Linked DNA regions of Mus musculus: regions 2, 3, 4 and 5 are each linked to region 1. A link is a contact called in public HiCAR-type and promoter capture Hi-C data. All regions are on one chromosome and are shown on one strand. Each heading gives the region's core, a stretch centred on a gene start, on an enhancer-like site or on the middle of the called end of the contact. The rest is flanking DNA. Distances are from core to core; before and after follow the strand shown.

Region 1 (2,700 bases), core at 173-2,672:
GACTTGGATGGAATGGTCTGTTGGTGTCCTAACTGAGGTGAATAGCCATTTATGTGCCGCTCCCTGAGGAAAGGAATGCAGGGCTTTTGGTGCAGTCTAGGCAAGCCTTCTACTACTAAGTTACATCCCTAACCCTAATACAAATATGTATGCGATAATGGATTTCCAGTAACATTCCTTATTAAGTATCATTATTAAAATACTGCCACAGGGCCTGCGAGATGGCTCAGCCAGTAGACACGAAGGCAAGCCTGGTAACCCGAATTTATTCCAGGATCCCAGGTGGCAGAAGAGACTCTGGGAGAGTTACCCTCTGACCTCCACACTGTTTGCAAGTTCTCATTCAGGGCCCACTCCCCAAATATTAAAAACAAAAAAATATGGTATTATTACAATGGTACTACAAAATGTACCCCCAAACAGTTCAACATCCTAAGATCAATACCCATACGCTTCAGAGCTGTGGGGAACAAACAGGTACGTCTCTGTTTAGCGAGTCCATACCATTCTGCTAGTAAACTGGCATAATCTTCATTTTAGATAAGGGAGTGGCAAATATCAAATGTAAATTCTGTTTCCTTCTAAAATTATCAGTACCTGAACATGTTTAAAAATCCAACATGCTGAAAAACTCCAAAGGTCGGTGATGAGAACATTCATCGGACTGTGGTAGTGCGCCGTCCGTCCTCGCCCTTCCTGGAACCCACACACACCTAATTCCCATGACAATACTTTTGGGATAGGTTCCGGCGTTCCCTCTTCCATCAATATACAGAGTCCTCCAAAGGTGGCCTCCGCAGAGAACTCTTACCGGGAAAACATGTCAGGATCTGGCCAGGATACTTGTCCTCGATCTCCCTGAACGCAATCGCTCCCCAGTTACTATTAAAGTGTCCGACGTTGCAGAGTAGGACTAATTTCTTTAATTGTGATTCTCTCTTTCCCGCCAGAGCTTTAATAAGCATCCCCGACTGAAAAGAGTCCTCTGGAAAGGGACCAGGAGGAGGCAGCGCGAAGCTCTCCGGGCTCGGTAGCCACTCGTGTCCAGCACGCGATCCTCGGAGTCATATCCTGTAGGGTCTCAGTGGCCCTGCTCTCCGCTCTGGTCCTCCGGATCTCGAGGGGGTAACTCCTCCCTCGAAGTTCCCAGCCCGAGCCTTTCCACATACTAGAGACAACCGGGTCCCGACGATCCGGACGCGGGCAGCACGGGAAGGGAACGACCGGTGCACGCGCTCTCCAACTCGCGTGTCCCCAGGCAAGGACCCGCAACCCCGGGAAATGAGCTCGCTCACGAGGCACCGACCCAAAGTCAAGCAGGAATGAATCGGCTCTGAGCTCTGATCGCCTCTCGGGCGCCTCAACCTCACAAGGAAGAACCACGTCGTCCTTAGAGAGCCTGACGTCCGGAGCAGGTGCTGTCGCACACGTGTGACGTAGCCACCGCCGTGCCCTTTGCCCGGTTTTGGGGTAGTGCAGGCTGTGGGCTCCCCCGCGTCGCCGACAGAGTGCGTCACCGCCTTGGCGTCCAGCACATGCGGTGGCCCGAGCTTAGGGCTCGTTGGCCTCCGGGCTAAAATCCTGGCTTTCCGCGAGTGGCAAAAGCACAGAGTTTACTTACTGCTCACCAATCTCCGCTAGCCGCCCAGGGACAGGAAGACCCGGGAAGACTAGACGTGGAACCTGGACAGTCTTAACCAGGTTTAAGTCACTAGTGGTGGTGGACAGGACCGTCACCCATCATCCCCAAGAGTCCAAAGTCATCTAGCCCAGAAAAATCGTTGGTCAGGCGTCATAGGACGCACTGCTTGCTGACCCGCACACCTTGCTCATAACTGGGAGGTCTATTTCGAATGGCTAGGGACTCTCTGGTCAGCCTCAGCCCGAGGTCTAGAGTGTTCACAAAGGTAGAGTAAGGTGGCAGTAGCCACCGGGGGTATAGCTCAGTGGTAGAGCATTTGACTGCAGATCAAGAGGTCCCTGGTTCAAATCCAGGTGCCCCCTTCCTATAATTTTGGTGGCACATTCCAGCACTTGGGAGGCAGAACCAACCTAATTTACATAGTGGGTTACAGGATAGCCAGAGACTATCCGATGGCTAAGCTACAAAATAAACAGGAAAAAAAAAAAAAAAAAAATCAACACAACTGTTTTAACCACCCCGCCTACCCAAATAAACACTTCTTTTCCTGTGCGCCACCACTGCCCAGCAATAAACACTTCCTAAAATTGAAGTTAGCCGGGTGTGGTGGCGCATGCCTTTAATCCCAGCACTCGGGAGGCAGAGGCAGGCGAATTTCTGAATTCGAAGCCAGCCTGGTCTACAGAGTGAGCTTCAGGTAGCCAGGGCTACACAGAGAAACCCTGTCTCAAAAAACAAATAAAATTTGTACAACAGCACATCTGTCTCAAAAAACCAAAAACAAACAAACAAAAAAACTGAAGTTACCTTTTGCACTCAAAGTTAAATATCATTAGCCTGCCTATAAGTTTATTGAGAATCAGACAGTACCATGCACATATATTGAAAATTTGCAATTCAGTTAGAAATCAGTATTTATGACCTACTATACAAAGAAGATTAAACGACGTCAGCAAGTCCCCTGACAAGGTAGCTGAGAAATGGGATGGTGGGATTTCTAACTAGGTTGACCACGTTCAGCAGCTCTTGTTGATGGTACCATACACCTTTCTAAAGAC
Region 2 (2,700 bases), core at 147-2,646, 2.2 Mb after region 1:
GTTCTGCAGTTTCCCAGCCTCCACCCCTCCAGACGATGCTCCCAGACTCCCCAGCTCGACCTAGTCCATTAGCTCCTTATCTTGTTGGTGGAAGGGAGGGCAGTGGGAGCCCTCTGCCTTAGGAGAGAGGAAAGGCTTGCCACCTCACTGGTTAGAATCCTTCTAGAACTGTCATTGACTTTGTTCCTTGTTGCTGCCCCACCCTTTGCCACATCTGGCCAATGTCTCATCACTGTTCTTGGCATTGCTGGCAATGGCACGATCTTCCTCAGAGGGGCGCTACAATGTTGCTTCCTGAGATCTCAGCAACCCCTGTGCTTGGTGAGCATTTTGTTACATAGCAATTATTGGTAATGATATTCTTATGGGTTTCCCATTTCTTGTTTGGCTCCTATCTTGGTGTGCACATTCTTCCATGCCTGTTCCCATCATACATTTCACGATCTACCATTTTGGATGTAGCTCTGCCAAAATCTTTACACTGCTCTGGATTGTTTTTAAGAAGGCTTTTTATGTGACCTCAAATGCCTTCCAGTCTTCTCTCAGCTCATCCTTGAAGAGACATCTCACAGCCATGTTTCCTGTAATGCCTTCAAATTGACCACGAAAAAAGCAAAAGATGGTTCTGCTTGCTTGCTTGCTTTTTTTTTTATTCTTATTTTTATTTAATTTAATTTTTTTTTTTTTTTGAGACAGGGTTTCTCTGTGTAGCCCTGGCTATCCTGGAACTCGCTTTGTAGACCAGGCTGGCCTCAAACTCAGAAATTTGCCTGCCTCTTTTCGTGTCTGTTGTAATTCTACCCTGCTACATCTCCTAAAAGGCTCCTCAAAGACTCAGCTTTGTATGTAGTTGTGTCAAATTAGGTCGCTGCCCCTTAGCACTCCCTGCCTGTGTGTGTTTTGCTGGTTTTACCTACCGTATTGAGTGGGAGAGAGGGGGAGGAGAGAAAGAGGAAAGCCGTTTTTGTTTGTTGTTTGTTTTTCACTTCACCTCAGGCCTGGTGAAAAGATAAGTTACTGATTTTTTGGTTATTTTATGTCACTTGTCAGGGGCACCTTCTTTCCATGCCCCAAGGAAAATACAGTAGAATTTTCCCCAAATGGGTCCCAATATTAGTATCCCCAGGGAACTGACCTCAGTAACCAAAGGAACTGAGTCTCAAAACGGTAGAGTAGGTCAAGGCTGTCTTAGTCTCCGTCCTTGAGAGGGCGCTGCTCCCAAGTCAAATCCCCAGGGCTGGGAAAGAAATGCCTGCGCTTTCCCACAGGACTCTGGCAGCAGCTTTTTGCAGATAGAGTCCGCGCGGCCGCAGAGCGCCTGCCCATAGACATGGCGGCGCCCTCCTTGGCTTCGCGTCGCCCTGACCGTGGAGCTGGCCGGGTTTTGCCAGTTCTCGGGGACTTCCTGCACGTCTGGCATTTAAACGCGCGCCGGGGGCGGCGGGATGCTGCTGCGGATGCGGAGCTGTGTGAGCCGCTGCCTACCCGGCGCAGCCTGGGCTCCGCAGTAGCGGAGCTCGAGCATCCTTTAGTCATCTATCTGGGGAGACCTGGAACTCAGGCTTCGGCTTCCCGGCAGGTTTGTCTTTAATTTCCAAGGTTGCAGTTCTCTTGACACAATCCACAGCATCCTTCTCTCCAACCGGGCTGTGGATGAACCTGGGACTGGACTGAATCCAGCAGCTGGGGCAGCCCGGGCCATGGTGCGTCTGAGCCCCGAGCTCTGGTAAGGCAGTAGTGGCGGCGTTGTTCGAGCTAGGCGGGTGCCACTCCCGGGAGCTTCCTCCCAGCTGTCACAATGTTCAGTTGGCTGGGTAACGATGATCGCCGCAAGAAGGACCCTGAGGTCTTCCAGACGGTGAGCGATGGACTCAAAAAACTCTACAAGACCAAGCTGCTGCCTCTGGAAGAGTATTACCGCTTCCACGAGTTCCACTCGCCCGCCCTGGAAGATGCTGATTTCGACAACAAGCCCATGGTCCTGTTGGTGGGCCAGTACTCTACCGGCAAGACCACCTTCATCAGGTGAGCCTCATCTGGGTGCTGAGCCTTCCGGGTGACGTGGAAAGTCTTCCATTAAGGGCTCTGAAGAAATCCCTGTGGGAGGCCTCAAAAGTTGATCCTACTACCGAGTCCCCCATTGATTCCTATATGATGTCCCTCCTCAGTTCTTAGCCCTGGTCATTTTATTAAGAGTCATCCCTGTTGTCTGATCTGGGCACTGAAACTGAGGCACAGAAGGAACCAGACTCCTAATGAAGGTGGGGATACCGTAACCCTCCTTTTGACTAGAATCTCTTATCTCGTGAAGGGCTTGGGATTATCCCGGGGAGCCTTACCTTTGCAGCCGAGTTGTTCTCATGGTCGCGGGCCTGGGGATGGGGGTGAACTGGAGACCCTGGGGTCATTTATTCTTTTACCGTTTTTCCTTCTCTCTGACAGTGCTTTTAGGGCTGTCTCTTAGAGAAGCAGAATACTTTTAATAAGTTTCTTCTTTGAACTTAATAGTTCAATAATAATAATAATAATAATAATAATAATAATAATAATAATAATAATAAAGCAGCTTACAGAAGTAGAGGAGATACTAAGATGCCTCATCTGGCCCTTGACTTTGCAGGTGAGATAGCAGAGGTGATGGGAGGATACGTGATGGTTTAGAGCTGCACAAGATGGAAGCAGCCCTCGGTGCCTGTGAAA
Region 3 (2,700 bases), core at 93-2,592, 2.9 Mb after region 1:
TTTTTTATTGCCTCAAGTTTTTTTTTTTTGGAAAGGATCTTGTTAAATAGCGCAGGCTTGCCCAGAATTCTTAGCATTACTGTTTCAGACTGGGATTCTAGGTATGCGAGACCACACCCAGGCACCGCTACACTGTAACTACAAGTGACTGACTGACAAGTAACTGTTTCAACATAAAGTTTAAGAAAGATGTTCTTTCAAATCTAACGAAGGAGGATACTCCACTGTTACAGCAAATCTCTCCAACCCAATTATGCTCTGGCAATGAAAACACGACACAATTAGTATGAATACATGCTGTGCGCCTAGATTGGGCAGATCTACAACCACTACACTACCATCTTCCACATCTATGAGACCACTTAGAACTTGCGTTTTCTCCAGGCCATGTTCTTCTGTTCTGCTTTTCTTCTTCCTCCTCCTCTGCCTTCTCTGTCTCAAACCTCCTTCCTTTCTTTCCACTCCACTTTCCCTTTCTCTGCCCAATCATCAGCTTTCCTTTATTTTACAAATTAAGGTGGGAAGGTTTACAAGAAATCACCTAAGTGCTGACTCATTCCTTGTTCACAACTCCTCACAGGAGAACAGAATTGACATCAAATATAATTAGCCCCAGGGCAATCCACAACACCCCACCAAAAATCATGTAAATCCTTTGCAATGAGCTACACTAGGCTGACCTGTAATGTGTCCAGCACCTCATTAATGAGCATGTCTGTTTATTAAAAGATTTGGAACTATCGCTTCTCAGTCTTCTAAGATCAAGTGTAAAAAAAATCTGAAACTAGGGCAGGCGTCGTAAAAAAAAAATCAGGTTCAGTTCCAATGAAGAGGCTTGTCAGAGTGTGCAATGATAGAGGCCTACTTCCGGATCTCGCCTCCACCCCGCAACGCCCTCCTCCTCTGCCCCGTGCTGGGAACCGCTGGGAATCAGCCGCCCTGGCCACGAAGGGGCCTCTGGGCGTACCAGACAAGTCGCGCGGGCTCGGGTTTGCCTAGCGGAAATGCACAGGGCCCAGCACCACCCTCCCTGCCACGCGCAGGGCGGAACTCCCGCCGATACCACTCCCGGGGCTCGAAGGAAGAAACTGGGACGTTGAGGACGCAGGGCTGGCTGGAGCAGCAGCGCGTGGCACGCGCCTAGTCCTACCACGCATGCTCCGCGCTTGAAAAAAAAAAGTTTCAGCCCCGCCCCCTTCTTCTTCTGAGGCCCGCCTACCGGGCCCTGGGAGCTCTTCTGCGCATGCTTACTAGGCCAGGTCCCGCCCCTGCCCCGCCTTTTCTGTGCCTTCGGAAGTTCCTTATTAGCTTCCCTCTGCTCTGGCTAGATCGGCACTCCCGCGCATGCTCCACCCCCTGGGCTCCGGCCCCTCCTTTGGTGCGGCCCTCTCTCCCCTCCCCCGCCAGCCTGCGAGCTCGCTTGGCCTGGCCGGCCTGGCGGGCGACGTTCCCTGTGCGTGCAGGCGCTTGACTTCACTTCCGGCTAACGCGCTCCGCTTTGCCCCCTGGCCCCGGATGGTGACTGGCTGTGGTGCTGCACCTCCCGGGACTGTCACTGAGCGGCTTCCCAGTGTGATTGTGCTGAGCGCAGGCCGGAAGATGGCGGCTGCGGCTGCGGAGGCCTCGGGCCCGAGCTGCTCCTCCGCGGCGGCGGCGGCAGGGGCGGGGGCGGCCGGGGTCTCCGAGTGGCTGGTGCTGCGGGATGGCTGCATGCGCTGCGACGCCGACGGGCTGCACAGCCTCTCCTACCACCCGGCGCTTAACGCCATCCTGGCCGTCACCAGCCGCGGGACCATCAAAGTCATCGACGGCACGTCCGGGGCCACCCTTCAGGCCTCGGCGCTCAGCGGTGAGCGCGGCACGCCGGGCGGGGGCTGGGCTGGGCCGGCCGCGGGCGGAGACGGGTTGTGGGGATGCTGGTGGAGGAAGCCTCCCAGCCTCCGGGATCGGGATCGGCCTCGGAGGGACAGCGTGGAGCGGGAGGGTCGGAGAGGCCCGGAAGCTACGGCCGAGGACCTTCGGACTCGGAAAGCAGCAGCTTTTGGGGACGGGAACTCGGTTTGGCGGGGTGCGCTGCGAGTTGCTTTTCGGGCCTTTTGCATCTGAACCGGCCTGGTCCTGTGGGAGAGATGTGGAGGCCTTGGAGGTCGGTGCTGGTGAGGACCGGGCCCTCGCTGGCCTCTTGGACGAGATTTTGGGCTAGCTCCGGGCTGGACCAGAGGGAAGGGCTGGCAGTCTTGGCGGTGGCGGGAGAGATGGGTGGCCGGAGGCAAGGGGCGGGAAGCGTCCAAGCCGGCTGTCTTGCCCTCTTTTCCCGGCGAGTAGCGGCCCGCCGGTTGTCGTCTGGTCCTGTAGGTGCGGGGACCTCCGAGGGTTGCGCTTTCGCACAGGGGGCGGGCTGGAGTGGGCACTGGGATGGGGAGGTCAGTAGGAGAGGGAAGGCCAGCTGCCTGAACTGTGCTTGCTGGACTATGGGACTCGCAGAGTGCAAAAAAAAAAAAAAAAAAAAAAAAGAAAAAAAAAAGGTTAGTATCGGTCCTCTAGCTCTGAGTGCTCCCTCCTTCCAGTGTCAAGAAGCCTAGGCCCCTTGTAATTAGGTGGAACTTCAAGCCCTTTCAACTTGTTTTAGCATAGAGAGCTAGAGATTGGTAGTTGTAAGTATGTCTGGGTCTCCTCCACCTTGGAAGGAGAGCACTTGGG
Region 4 (2,700 bases), core at 59-2,558, 2.8 Mb after region 1:
TGAGTTCCACACTAGCTTATGAAACATATAAGACTTAAGGCATGCTTCAGATTTTTAAAAATATTTTATTCTTGGACAGTTTCCTGGTATATAATAAATTTTAGTCCTTGTCTCACCCTTCCTTCTCCCCCACCCCCCACCCCCGAAAGTATTCTCCCTAAGAAATCCCTCTCTTATTGTTCTGTCTTTTTGGTACTTTACGTAGTGAAGTGTGACTTGAATTCAGTGTCCTGCCACAGCTTCCCAAGACAGGCACCATATACAAAACAGTGGACTCCAGCTACAAGTGCTTATTTTTTCCTTAAATTTGAGATGCTCTCACTAACTGGGGAGGCTGACAGTGACCTACTCTAAACCCCAAGTATGCTTGAACTGAATATTTCTACCTCAGCTACCAAATCTATAGGGTTACAGGTTTGCACCCAGTTTAGGCAATTGAACCCTTGTGTGTCATGCCTAAGGGCTCTACCACCTGGTGGTGGTGTCAGATCCTCTTAAACTGCAGTAGCCACTTGGATGACTGGAGTCAGGAAAAGCCATCACCTCTTTTCATTCATTCATTCATTCATTCATTCACTCACTCACTCACTCACTCACTCACTCACTCACTCGTTCGTTTTGGTTTTGAGACAGTTTTGCTGTGTAGTGTAGTCTTCCTGCCTCAGCCTCCAGCGTTAGAATAGTACGCAGGCGATGCTGCACCCTGACCGGTGACGTGCACCAGTAAAGTGCTCGTGGAGGCCAGAGAACAACCTTATACTTAAGGTTGACGTTCACCTGGGTTTTTGAAATCGAGTCACTAAGGATATGCCTGCCTCTGCTTTCCTGAGTGCTGAGATCAAACAGGTGTGGCCATCGTGACGGCGTAGGTTCTTGTGATTTAACTCGAATCCTTGTGTTCTTAAGCCAAGCGTTTTCTGCGACATTATTTTTAATGAAACAGTTGGGAATTTGATAAATGTATTTTTAACATAGGCTGAGTCTACCTCGAGGAGCCTGACCTCGAAATCAGCGAGACTTGCCCGGCCTTACTGTGACATTTCTTAATGTTCCTGCTTCTTCATTTTTAAAACAGGAGTATAAACTGTAATAAACTCACACTCTGGTAGAAGACTTTGAACAGACCTCAAAGTTCCTCCCAAGGTGATAAATGCCCACCCTTTCCCTGGGCGAGCAGCCCCGCCCAGAGCAGCTCTAATCCGCCCACTTCCCAGGCGGCGGAGAACAAAAAGACGGCGACCTAGGGTACATGCGCAGTCCCGCCCCCTCGCCCTGCAACCAATCGGATTCTGAAGGCCCGCCCCTTCCGCTTGAGAAATGCGACTTCTCAGAGCGTCTTCCGGCGGGAGCTGTACGGCTCCTTACCATGGTGAGTTGGCCGTGGGGTGTGCGGGATTCTTGCGGGATGTTTCCCTCCTGCTTCCTCGCTCGAGCGCCCTGCTGTACCGCAGCTGCTCGGAACCGCGTGGTCGGGCCTGCGCTGGGGTTCCCAGCGCTCGGGTTCTTGAAGGGTTCCTGCTCTGTGCCTCTACAGCTGGGAAATGCCAGATTTGCCTAATGTTAAAATTAAAGCTTCCTCTGAGAACAAGTGAACGCCATCAGCGACTTGAGGCTTGCGTGGGGCTTTCTAGGGCGTGTTCACTCGTTTGCTTTTCAGTGTTTGAATAGCTCGGCACTGAGCAGCGGCTACAGAAAGGGTTAGTGGAGCAGCTCGGGAAAGGTTCTAGTATACGCTATGGTTGTTGGAATGTCAGGTTTTTCCTAAAAATTATTGAGTTAATTATTAAGCTGAGTGTTTTGGCACATGCCTTTGGCCTACAACTCAGGAAACTGAGGCAGGAGGATTGCACTTCGAAGTTCACCCTGAGTTAAATAGAGACTCTGACCCGAAAAAAAAAAACAAAAAAACCCCATAATCTAAAACCAAACAACAAAACGCGTAAGTCAAACATAATTATCTCAGTATTCTGTAAAGGTGAACGGGTGGTTGCGTTTTCAGATGTCAGAGTGCTGACCGCCCTTTGAAACGATCACAAAAACTCATTGAGCCCTTACTGGTAACTTACATACGACAATGACATATTTGTGTTCTTACTGTTGCCACCATAAAGTTTCCTTCTTTGGAGGCCAGCCTGGTCTACAAAGTGAGTTCCAGGACAGCCAGGGCTATACAGAGAAACCCTGTCTCGAAAAAAACGAAAAACCAAAACATTAAAATATTATATATTAAAATGTCTAATGAAGATCTGTAAAAGAATTCACCGTATTCTTTTAAATTGTGTGGTTATGTGCACGTGGGTGCAGCTGTGGGAGAAAGCCAGAGACATTAGATCCCTGGAGCTGGAGTTACAGGGAGCTGTGAGCAGATGTGGATGCTAGGAGTCAAGCTTAGGTCCTCTGGAAGAACAGCCTGTGTTCTCAAGTACTGAGCCATCTCTCTGGTTCCCAGATTTTTTTTTTTTTTTAAATTTTGTGTATGGATGTTTGTCTGCCTGTTTCTTGGTGCACAAAGTACGTGTCTGGTGCCCGGGGAAGTAAAATGAGGGTGTTGAATCTCCTGGGAGTGGAGTTACAGACAACTGTGAGTGCCGTGTGGGCACAGGGAACTGAACTTGTGTCCTTTGTAAGAGCAGTGAATACTCTTGATTTGTGAATCATAGTTCTAGCCCTTGATAGGGGGAAAATCACACACAGTATTTT
Region 5 (2,700 bases), core at 145-2,644, 2.7 Mb after region 1:
CACTCATTTAGGCAACAAGAAATAATTGTGGCAAACTGAAATGAGAGGGGGTGGTTTTGTTTGTTTGTTTTTAAAGACAGGGATGAGGGGAGGGGGATGGGCGAGGGAGGGAGAAAGAGGAAAGACTGAATAGTTTATTGGATAGGCAATATAGTCTAGGAATCCAAAAACTCTGGGAATACAGATGGCATCGACTGGCTCTTAGAGCTTTTGATTTCAACTAACTTCTATTTCCAGATGCCAGTTCGCAGGAGTCTGACTGGCCCACGGTTTGTTTTCCTCTATGTGATCCAGGATCTGTAGAACAACTGCTGATCATTAGAATATGGGAAATATTGAGTAGATAGATAGTCTACCAAAGGAAGAAATGGTGAAGACATATACACACATCCACGTGCACACACAGATAGTATGGATTCTACCAAGTATGGTAACTAGGCAAAACCCAAGAATGACTGCATTCACATAACTAATCCTGAGATAACACAAACGTGTAATAGGTTAGTTGAAAGTAGGGTTCGTGGTCCTCGTGGTAATAAAGTTTTCCCTTTAGGATGTCTTGAACTTTGTCTCTGCAACTTGTTTCCCTCTCAGCTAACATACCCAAATTGCTACACACTGCCTCTGATACGAAACTCAGATCAGCCATCCTTTGCAAAAGACCTATTGGCTCAACCAGCAGAAAACAAAGATATATAAAGCAATAGGAGTGATGATGCACACCTGTAATCCTAGTTTTGGGGAGACGGAGGCAGAAAGATCAGGAGTTGAAGGCCTCCTTCCTCAGCTACAAGAGGAGTTGGAGGTCAGCATCTCACACAAAGGCAAACAACCGCACTGCGAGACAGCAGACCTGAGCACTAGTAAAGCCACTCAAACGCTGTTAACCCCCATTTAAAAATTTATTATCAAAGCTCCCTATTCCGATTCTTCAAAAGTCGAAGAACCTGCGGAGCGACGAACCCCTGGGACCATCGCAAGCCGAACCGCGCCTACAGAACTGAGGTTCCCAGAGAAAGGGGCATAGCAGGGGCGTGGGGGGTAGGAGGATGCCGCACATGCGCACAAGCTCCCAGGTCAACAAAGACGGCGGCGTACGCGCGCGCACCAGAGCCATTCACCGAGGACGTGCGCGTGCCCGGCCGCCGCAGCGAGGTGCCAGCGGCCCAGGGGACAGAAGGAAAGGAGGGGCAGGAGCCACCGGCCGCGGCGGGAGGAGGAGGAGGAGGAGGAGGAGACGGGGTTGTGCTCCTGGGCAGCTGAGGAGCGAGGGGCGGGGCCGGCGAGCGGCGCGTGCAGGTGCCAGGCTCCCGGGCTCCGGCTGGCGCGCGAGCGGCTCCGTGGGCCCCCGCCGCCGCAGTGGCAGTGGCCGCCGCCGCCGCCGCTTGGTCGCCGTCGGTCTGCGGGAAGCGGGTTATGGCGGCGGCGGCAGTGGGAGCTGTGAATGAGTTCTCCGGCCGGACGACGGAAGAAGAAAGGCTCGGGCGGCGCGAGCCCGGCGCCCGCCAGGCCTCCGCCCCCCGCCGCGGTCCCCGCCCCTGCCGCCGGCCCGGCCCCTGCGGCCGGCTCGCCGCCTAAGCGGAACCCGTCTTCTTTCTCGTCCCCGCTGGTCGTCGGCTTCGCCCTGCTGCGCCTGCTGGCCTGCCACCTGGGGCTCCTCTTCGCGTGGCTCTGCCAGCGCTTCTCCCGCGCCCTCATGGCCGCCAAGAGGAGCTCCGGGACCGCGCCGGCGCCCGCCTCGCCCTCGCCCCCAGAGCCCGGACCGGGTGGCGAGGCCGAGAGCGTCCGCGTCTTCCACAAGCAGGCCTTCGAGTACATCTCCATTGCCCTGCGCATCGACGAGGAAGAGAAAGGTACTACTGGGGGGCTGGAGGGAGGCCGGCGGGCTGGCCGGGGCGGGCGGCCCTGGGAGGACGCCACTTGCGTCCCTTTCCTGCACCCCCGGAGTTGATCTGCCTCGGGAGTCCGAGTCCCCACAGGCCAGATCCTGCTGTGCGACGCCTAGTTAGTTGATCCTCACCCCTTTCAGGGCGCCCTGACTCGACTTTGTTTCAGCACCCCCACACTTGTGCATGACCCAAGTCCCCGTGAGACACCCAGGCGTGCTGGTGACAGTGACAGTTGGCCTAGAGTGACCGACCACACGGGATTCTTTCTAACACTGTAAACAGTGTTGCTTTCTCTGAGCTGGGCTTCCAAAAGGTTTTGGTATCGAAACAGCTGTGTATAAACTTCATTGAGAAGGGTTCTGTAGTGTTTGGAGAGGAAAAAAAAAAGGGGGGGGTTGACTTGGATTTGAAAGGAGTAGTAGCTCCTTATACTTAGAGCCGGATTTGCCATATTCTGAAGTTTCATGAATTATTTTTACCAATATAGTGAGTCTTGAAGATTTCTTTTTTATTGAGCTGTATTTCAACCGCTAGTTGCTTTAGTTTTTACTATTTTGTTATTTTTATTTTATTCCAAGGCACTCTCGAGTTTCTAAATTTTAATGTTAAAAATATTAAATGAATGAGTTGGGTAAACAGGCATATATCATTCTACCATAGAAGATAAAACAAACGCTCCTGCCTCGCAGTGAAGGCAGGAATACTGCATACTTCAGGTTTCCTTCAAGCAACATCTTTTCTTCGCCTTTCTGTGTGGCAGGCATTGTCAATTCATTTTGCATGTGTCTTTGATCCTCACAATAATTCTGAG

Evidence for each region. Promoter capture Hi-C pulls out the DNA fragments that hold promoters and counts their contacts. HiCAR-type assays count read pairs that join an accessible place to other places.
Region 2: a contact with region 1 is called in a promoter capture Hi-C map of pre-B cells, with 4 times the contacts expected there. The contact joins the promoter of Ehd3 here to the promoter of Trmt61b in region 1. A contact is called at or near these places in 3 of 39 promoter capture datasets (hippocampal neurons, liver and pre-B cells) and 1 of 115 datasets of contacts at active chromatin or transcription factors (astrocytes).
Region 3: a HiCAR-type map of astrocytes shows a contact between it and region 1, with 8 times the contacts expected there. The contact joins the promoter of Birc6 here to the promoter of Trmt61b in region 1.
Region 4: a contact with region 1 is called in a HiCAR-type map of astrocytes, with 8 times the contacts expected there. The contact joins the promoter of Slc30a6 here to the promoter of Trmt61b in region 1. A contact is called at or near these places in 1 of 115 datasets of contacts at active chromatin or transcription factors (astrocytes) and 1 of 9 other capture datasets (liver).
Region 5: a HiCAR-type map of astrocytes shows a contact between it and region 1, with 8 times the contacts expected there. The contact joins the promoter of Spast here to the promoter of Trmt61b in region 1. A contact is called at or near these places in 1 of 39 promoter capture datasets (liver) and 2 of 115 datasets of contacts at active chromatin or transcription factors (astrocytes and large pre-B cells).

Annotation. Positions count from the first base shown.
Region 1 is chr17:71,597,339-71,600,038 of GRCm38.p6, forward strand. It overlaps Trmt61b (tRNA methyltransferase 61B), which reads right to left and starts at 1,423. Exons shown (of 6, transcript NR_027952.1): 1 at 598-1,423. n-TCgca52 (a tRNA gene) reads left to right here and starts at 1,933; the gene lies at 1,933-2,004.
Region 2 is chr17:73,803,445-73,806,144 of GRCm38.p6, forward strand. Ehd3 (EH-domain containing 3) reads left to right here and starts at 1,397. Exons shown (of 6, transcript NM_020578.3): 1 at 1,397-2,025. The coding sequence starts at 1,799.
Region 3 is chr17:74,526,953-74,529,652 of GRCm38.p6, forward strand. Birc6 (baculoviral IAP repeat-containing 6) reads left to right here and starts at 1,343. Exons shown (of 73, transcript NM_007566.3): 1 at 1,343-1,849. The coding sequence starts at 1,516. It overlaps Gm31645 (a long non-coding RNA gene), which reads right to left and starts at 1,248. Exons shown (of 3, transcript XR_385765.4): 1 at 681-1,248.
Region 4 is chr17:74,394,300-74,396,999 of GRCm38.p6, forward strand. Slc30a6 (solute carrier family 30 (zinc transporter), member 6) reads left to right here and starts at 1,309. Exons shown (of 14, transcript NM_144798.6): 1 at 1,309-1,369. The coding sequence starts at 1,367.
Region 5 is chr17:74,337,593-74,340,292 of GRCm38.p6, forward strand. Spast (spastin) reads left to right here and starts at 1,395. Exons shown (of 17, transcript NM_001162870.1): 1 at 1,395-1,853. The coding sequence starts at 1,445.